Regions from separate parts of the Anas platyrhynchos genome. Here region 1 is linked to region 2. Evidence: chromatin contacts called from public Hi-C data. All regions are on one chromosome and are shown on one strand. Each heading gives the region's core, a stretch centred on a gene start, on an enhancer-like site or on the middle of the called end of the contact. The rest is flanking DNA. Distances are from core to core; before and after follow the strand shown. Region 1 has its middle 15 kb from the start of CACNA2D4. Region 2 overlaps CACNA2D4 (calcium voltage-gated channel auxiliary subunit alpha2delta 4).

Evidence for each region. A called contact is a pair of places that touch in the nucleus more often than the background predicts.
Region 1: a Hi-C map of small yellow follicle shows a contact between it and region 2, with 2.2 times the contacts expected there. The contact joins two enhancer-like sites. A contact is called at or near these places in 2 of 8 Hi-C or Micro-C datasets (small yellow follicle and subcutaneous adipose tissue).

What each region holds. Positions count from the first base shown.
Region 1 is chr1:64,571,616-64,574,654 of IASCAAS_PekinDuck_T2T, reverse strand. No RefSeq gene overlaps it. Among named protein-coding and RNA genes, the nearest start is that of CACNA2D4, 15 kb to the right of the region's middle. Within about 2 kb of position 1,409, at least 3 of the 8 cell types and tissues checked have an H3K27ac peak or open chromatin away from gene starts, as enhancers often do. A contact at or near this core is called in small yellow follicle, where this site is marked.
Region 2 is chr1:64,452,266-64,455,494 of IASCAAS_PekinDuck_T2T, reverse strand. CACNA2D4 (calcium voltage-gated channel auxiliary subunit alpha2delta 4) reads left to right here. Exons shown (of 39, transcript XM_072039791.1): 37 at 3,198-3,229. All of the region lies in intron 1 of LOC140002752 (a long non-coding RNA gene), which reads right to left. It also overlaps the pseudogene LOC140001402. Among named protein-coding and RNA genes, the nearest start is that of LRTM2, 16 kb to the left of the region's middle. Within about 2 kb of position 1,289, at least 1 of the 8 cell types and tissues checked has an H3K27ac peak or open chromatin away from gene starts, as enhancers often do. A contact at or near this core is called in small yellow follicle, where this site is marked.

The DNA.
Region 1 (3,039 bases), core at 160-2,659, 120 kb before region 2:
AAACACTTTAAGCTGGCTGTGGTGCTGAAGAGGCATCACATCCCAGCCACCCACTCTTGGCTGTTTACTTCTGCTCCCACACCGGTCTTTCCTTCCATCTCCCATCATTTTTCTCCTCCTTTGTTTTGATTAAGGCAGCTATGTGGTAAAATGTGTTGCAGCAGAATTGGTTGAGGTTAAGACTCCCTGCACTCAGAGGTTGGTTTAAACCTAGATGGATTTAGCGGGCAGCAGCACAGGCACCTGCACTGGTCTGAGGATGTGGGTGTGAGGCATGTGGTAAATGAGAGGGATCTGCAGAGAGGAAAGTGAGGTGGGAAGGTTGAGCTGCTCTGTTGCCTTAAACTGACTTGAATTTCTGTGAAACTGATCTGGATGCCGTTTGCCTCTTCATGTAGTACTCAGAAGATGCCACGAAGATCAAAATGTGACTTCATTGTTGTGCCCTACCTTGGCTGCTCGTGGAAGTCCATGAATGCGTTGGCAAATACCTCTGCAAAGGTCAGGTATTGTTTGTGAGCCTAAGCTCTCTAGGCTCTGTGCAGAGGCAGGGCAAGGACAGGATCCTGAGGGCAAGCCTGAGTACAAACCTAATTTAGCCAGGGAGATTAGATTGACTGGGCTAAAGTTAGCCTCTGCAAGCACCTTCCACAGCACTGCCACTGTCTTGTACTGAAACTACTGACAGCTGAGCCAGCCCCTACTTCTCCTCACAATACAGCAGCTTTTTGGGTGAATTTTCCCTTGTTATTTTTTTTTAATTCAGTGGAGACTATCATCAAACCTCAAAAGACTGCTCAGATACAAATCTTCCTGGTATGGAGGTGAATGAGAAAGGCAAGGAACAGATTGGATTTGTGTGTATGGCTGAGAAAACTACTGAAATGAACAGGAAATGAGCAGTGGTAAGATACAGGGAGGGAGGGAGAAAAAATATATATTTTAGGTCATTTTAAAGAACAGATTTTTGAGAAAAAGTGTGTCCTGTATATGATCACCTTTACATTTTAGCTCATGGAAAAAATTCTTGTTGTAAGTTGTCTACATTCATGCTGTTGAAGCTGAGTAACACCATGAAGTGGTTCCAAAGAATGAATTTAGCATTAGCATCTTGTATACACAATAGGAAGTCACTACATGTGTTTTGTGAGCAGCAACCTCAGTCACACATAATAAAAATAAATAAATGAAACTATTTGGGTTATTCATTGATTAAAATCCTTCTTATATTAGGGCACAAATTCTACAAAAATCAAAGCAAGTTCTGAGCTCATGACAATGTGTGCACTAGCAATATTTTCAATAGAGATATGAAAAAAAAACACCTCATGTTGTGTGGTAGCTAACCAAAAGTCAAGCAATTGAAACTATCGCAGCTTCCCTTACTATCAGTATGATAGCAGCCTGCTTTCAAGCCGTGGGGGAACTAGGGGAAACGATGACAACGTCCTGCAGCTGCTACCCTGTACACAGCTGGATGCTAAACCCATGGCTACGTCCTACACAATTAACTCTTTTCTTGCCTGGGTATCGCCACCCCGTGTTTTAGGCCCATCAGCTGAGTGCAGAGCTCCTGTGCTTTGGCTTGAACTCTGCTGGTGTGCACGTCTGTCACTGCAAATAGCTTTGGGTATGGCTATCAGCGCCGTATTTCTTCACCTGGTACCTGAAATCTACTTACAAAACCTACTGAAATAGAGACGGATGCTATTATTATGTCACTTCAAAACCTACCCGGTGTGTTTTTCTCCAGCACTTGCCTGTAAGCACGGCATGTAGCAGGCCGGCAGGATGGAGCGTGCAGCCTCTTGGCAGCACTCCCGGTGTAGGGCCACTCGGGCTGGGAACAAAAGCTCTGCTTTCCTTCATTTTTACTGCTGCTTAGCCGTCTGGCTCGCTGACGGTCTCCTTCTTTCCACTTAGAGCAGTAGCCCCAGACCTACCACTTAGTAAAAGTGTCTGTGGGCCTCATTCCTCTAGAATTTTTATTGTTTGTTATGCCTGAGGATCTCCCCTTGGGTTCTTACCAGGCAAATCCTGCACTCCCTGGCCTCTCCCGCTGATGCAGCCAGCTGTGGCCTGGAGTTTGAATTAGAGCATCAGTCAGGGTGTAGTATCATAGCCTAAGCCTGGGGTCCCATGCTTAGTGCTTAGTGTTTGGCAATAGAGGTAGTGATTGCCACCTCTTTTCAGAGCCGTGTTTGTATGCACAACCCATTTGTTCCCACTGTCTCATCCTCTTACCATAGCCTTTTCCCTTCCTGCTTCCACACCTGACACTAAACTAATCCCTGACTGCAGGGGGGCTGTTAAATCCAGCAATCGAAAGTTCTTCAGTGTGAAGTGCCCTGAACCAGCCAGCTGACCAGAGCTGAAGACAGTAAGCACTTATTTCTGAGCCATCAGCAGGCGGTCAAAGCAAGCAGGCTTTGCAAAGGAGGGCACTTTGCAAGTGCTGCTGTGCATACCCTGAAGAAATCAGCTACCAAATTGAGAAGATTTTGGAGAGAAAATACCAATTTAGGAAGTGATAGAAAGATAAAAGTTGGTATTTCTTCTTGTCACACCATAACCTTTTTTCTTTATGCTGGTGCTGAGGGAGCAGGTCTGTATATAGAGGTGGTGGGATGGGGAAGATTGGCAGGGTCAGGTACAGGATGGAAGGACACAGAAGTTGTGGTCAATATTCAACCCACAGTTGTCTGCTCATTTTCAGGAGGATGACAATAGCAGTGATTTTGTTATCCACTTAACCATCTTGGGATGAGAGCTCTTGGATGATTTTAAAGGATTTTTGTTTCTTCTGTATGTTTTGTTTGTCTTCAGCATTGCTCTAAGAGTACTCGTCTAAAAATAGCCAGATGACACAAAGTGCTTTTTATACAAATTATCCCTGCAAAGAAGAGAGAAAGAAGCATTACCTCCACCTAAAATTGAGGTGGTGAGTGGTTACGATGGGTTTATGGCAGTCGCAGAAGAAGTCAAGAGGCACAGCCAGCGACTCAGCCACGCACCACTGGGGGCTTGCTCCTTTCTGCA
Region 2 (3,229 bases), core at 40-2,539:
TAAGTCCTCTTTTCCACACCCCGTGGCTTAGCCCCTCTGATGAATACCAGCCCAGCTCCAGGATAACGCAGAATTACTTTCAAGCAGTTTAACTGATAAGTATGTGCTGTAGCTCATAAATCCACTCTTGCAGGCAAGCTAGAAATCCCTCCAGACAGAGTCCAGACTGCGGCTGTGTTTGTATCTCGCTGCTTCCATATCTAGCTCGTGTTTGCTGGTTTGCTCTTTGCCCGGCAAGACGTATGTGTGAGACAGAGATAGAGAAATAGACACTTGGAATGTGCCTTGCTGTGTGAAGGAGAGGAAGAGGAGGAGAGCGTGGCTGGGGATGAAAAACCAAGGGTCCATGCGTGGGGGAGGGAGTGGCAGGGTGGAAGGAAACCATTGGGGCTGGAAGGAACGGGCTGCACGTGTTGTTAAGAACAGGCTGAAGATTTGTGCCAGGGATGTTAACATTTTCTTGACTGCCTGCCAAGGCTGGCGAATGCAAAACGTATGGCGAGGAGACATTTTCTGGGAGAGAAACTAAGTATACATGTATGTTTATTTGAGGTTATGTACGGAGGAATTAACAGTCGGGGATCTAATGTTCACCCCTGCTGTGTGCACCTCCGGCCCTGCAGCACTGCTCCTATTTCTGCTTCCCAAATTCTCGTGCTTTCTGGAAAGGCGAGGCTGGAGCATGGGCACGATTGATTCAGACTGCACTCCTCATGCAAATCTGCTTCTCAGGGATGGTGAGAAGACGTTTGCTGCCACAGCTTTTTCACTGCTCAGCATCTCTTTTCCCTCTGTTTGTAAGGGCTTCTGCTTCTATGGACATCACCACAGATTCAAAGGCCTTTAATTAAGCCCAAAATACTTCCCGCCAAGGCACGCAGCCTAGCAAGGAATATTTCTAGAATTCTGGAGCTCAGAAAAGTTTCTTTCTGACTGCATGGTAAAGCGCACAGAGGATAATCAACTGAAATCCGCATTTTGTATTTGTCAGTGGCAGATTTTTTCTCCTTCGTACCCGAGTAAATCCAGTGACTCGGTGCAGATATTGATGATTTATGGCAGTGGGAAAGGGTTCACAATCTGGGCTGCACTGTGTGCAGCAAGGAGCGGCGGCTGCCTTTGCTGCTCGGAAGGACTGGTTGCCAACAAAGTCTTTGTGGAAGTGCAGATGGTAGCAATGACAGCCAGGAATTAACTCACGCTTTGCTATAAAGTTTGCAATTTGTTATCAGCTCCTCCGACTGTTTACTAATCCCCGGCCACCAGACTCTCGGAGCTGCTGATAAGGTTTTGATGTCCAGCCTGTGCGCACAGAGCTCAGCCCCAGCGAGCTGCTGATGGTGTGCGTGCTGCCGGGCTCCTCTGAGCTCCCCAATACTGCTGCAGCTGCATTGCTTCCAGGCAAATTAAGTGGCAGCGGGCTTAAGCATAATCTCTGTCTCGGGTCTTGTCTCCGTGCAGAAGTCAGGGATTTGAAAGTGGCTTATTTTCATTTAGCCTGTGCCAAGAAACTGCTTTAAGATGGTCTGTGCAGGGGCCGTGTGCCAATGTAACCGCGTGGTGCGCGTGATGAGGTTAACCCAGAGCCAGTCTAATTGCCGGCGTCTGTGAGTCCTCCTCTTAGGGACTCAGCCCACGCTGCCAGGGGATGAAGAGCCCCTACAGGGGCCAGCCCTGGTGCATTTCTCATCGCTTACGGCCTTGGTCCTATGCGGGAGCTGAAGCAGGGCTGGTGCAGGTCGGGGCTGCGAGCGGGGCTGGGCTGGGCGAAGCTCCAGGTGTGCCCTGGCTGTGGGTTTGGCATCTTCTTCACTTAACTTCTCATTAAGGCCCCTTCTCAGGTCACCTTTGTGGTCGTCACAGCTGTCTTTCTGAGCAAGAAATGCCACAGCCTGCCCCAAAAGGTGTCTGCTGCTGTGACAGCCCTGGGCAGCACTGCCATGCGAACCAGAGGCTGACACAGCGGGACCGTGATAGTTGGTGGCTCAGGGATGGACACAGGGTCTGGCCACATGCATGTCCCTAAGACAGGCTGTGCCTGTGGCAGTCTGGCTGCAGGTTATGGCGTTAAAGCATTGTTTTCCCACTAGTACAACAAACTAAGGCTGAAGGAAAGAGCTCCCGCCCCGTTCTTCAGCCACCTTTAGTCCTTCAGGAGCTTCACTGGCCAGCTTATGGTCAGCCAGTAGCTGCTCGGAGCCGGAAAGCACTGGCAGCTTTTGTCATCAAAGCAGGAACGGAGATGGTGAGAGGCTTCCGTAGCGCTCGGTGAGGCCTTGACCATGGTGCAAATTACCCCTCAGGACCACGGACGCCCTCCCAATGCCTTTTTACCACACACTGACCGGCCCAAACCTCTGTGGCTGCGTTTTTCTACCAATATTCGGGACGAGCTGGTGGTCCCCAGGTCAGGGGGGCTGTAGCCCCTGGGCCTGGGGCCTGTGAGGCAAGGCCTCCATGCCCAGCCCCTGCAGCTGGTGTGGAAATGGTCCTCGTGCTTCTTGTCTGTGCCTCAGCTGCTTCTCCCCTAGCAGCACAGCCTCACATTTCGATCAGAGACGCTCCCCTGTGTGCCACAGAGGCAGGAGCTGCCTTTGCTACCTCCAGCTGCAGACAATAATTGCTGGGCTGGCCCAAGCGAGCGAGGCAAGGACTTTGCTGAGCGCCCAGAAATGATGCCCTCGCTTCTCTGGGGGGGCTCAGCCAGGCAGCTCAGCTCAGCCTCATCCCAAAATTAGCGTGGGAGCCCCACAGAGTGTGACTGGGGAGGCTCGGCCAGGCCTTCACGGCCACCTTCTGCTCCCCTGTGGGTGCAGGCCAGCCCCGTCTGCTGGCAGTGTTTTCTATTTAAAGACGCTTTAAAAAGCCCTCTGGGGCAGGCAGGAGGGACTCAGGAGGGTCTCCGGAAGGCAGCAGGTGTGGTAGGACCCCCCCAGCAGCCCCACACCCCAGTTTCTGCGGGGAAAAAGGATGGGGAATAGCGGGAGCATCCCTCGCACAGCCTGGGTTTCCCACACCACCTAGTGGGAGCCGGCTTGGCTGCAGCGCCCCGTGGTGCTGCTCCTCGCTCCGCTGAGCCCTGCTGGGCACCTGCCTGGCTTGGGCCCTTCTGTCACCAGAGCTGAAGTCCCCCATGTCCCAGGGCAGATGTCCCCGTTACAGCTCTCTCACCCTGCCTGTTCTCGCCCCCGCCGCAGCTCACAAGCACAAGAAGCACGACACGCTGCAG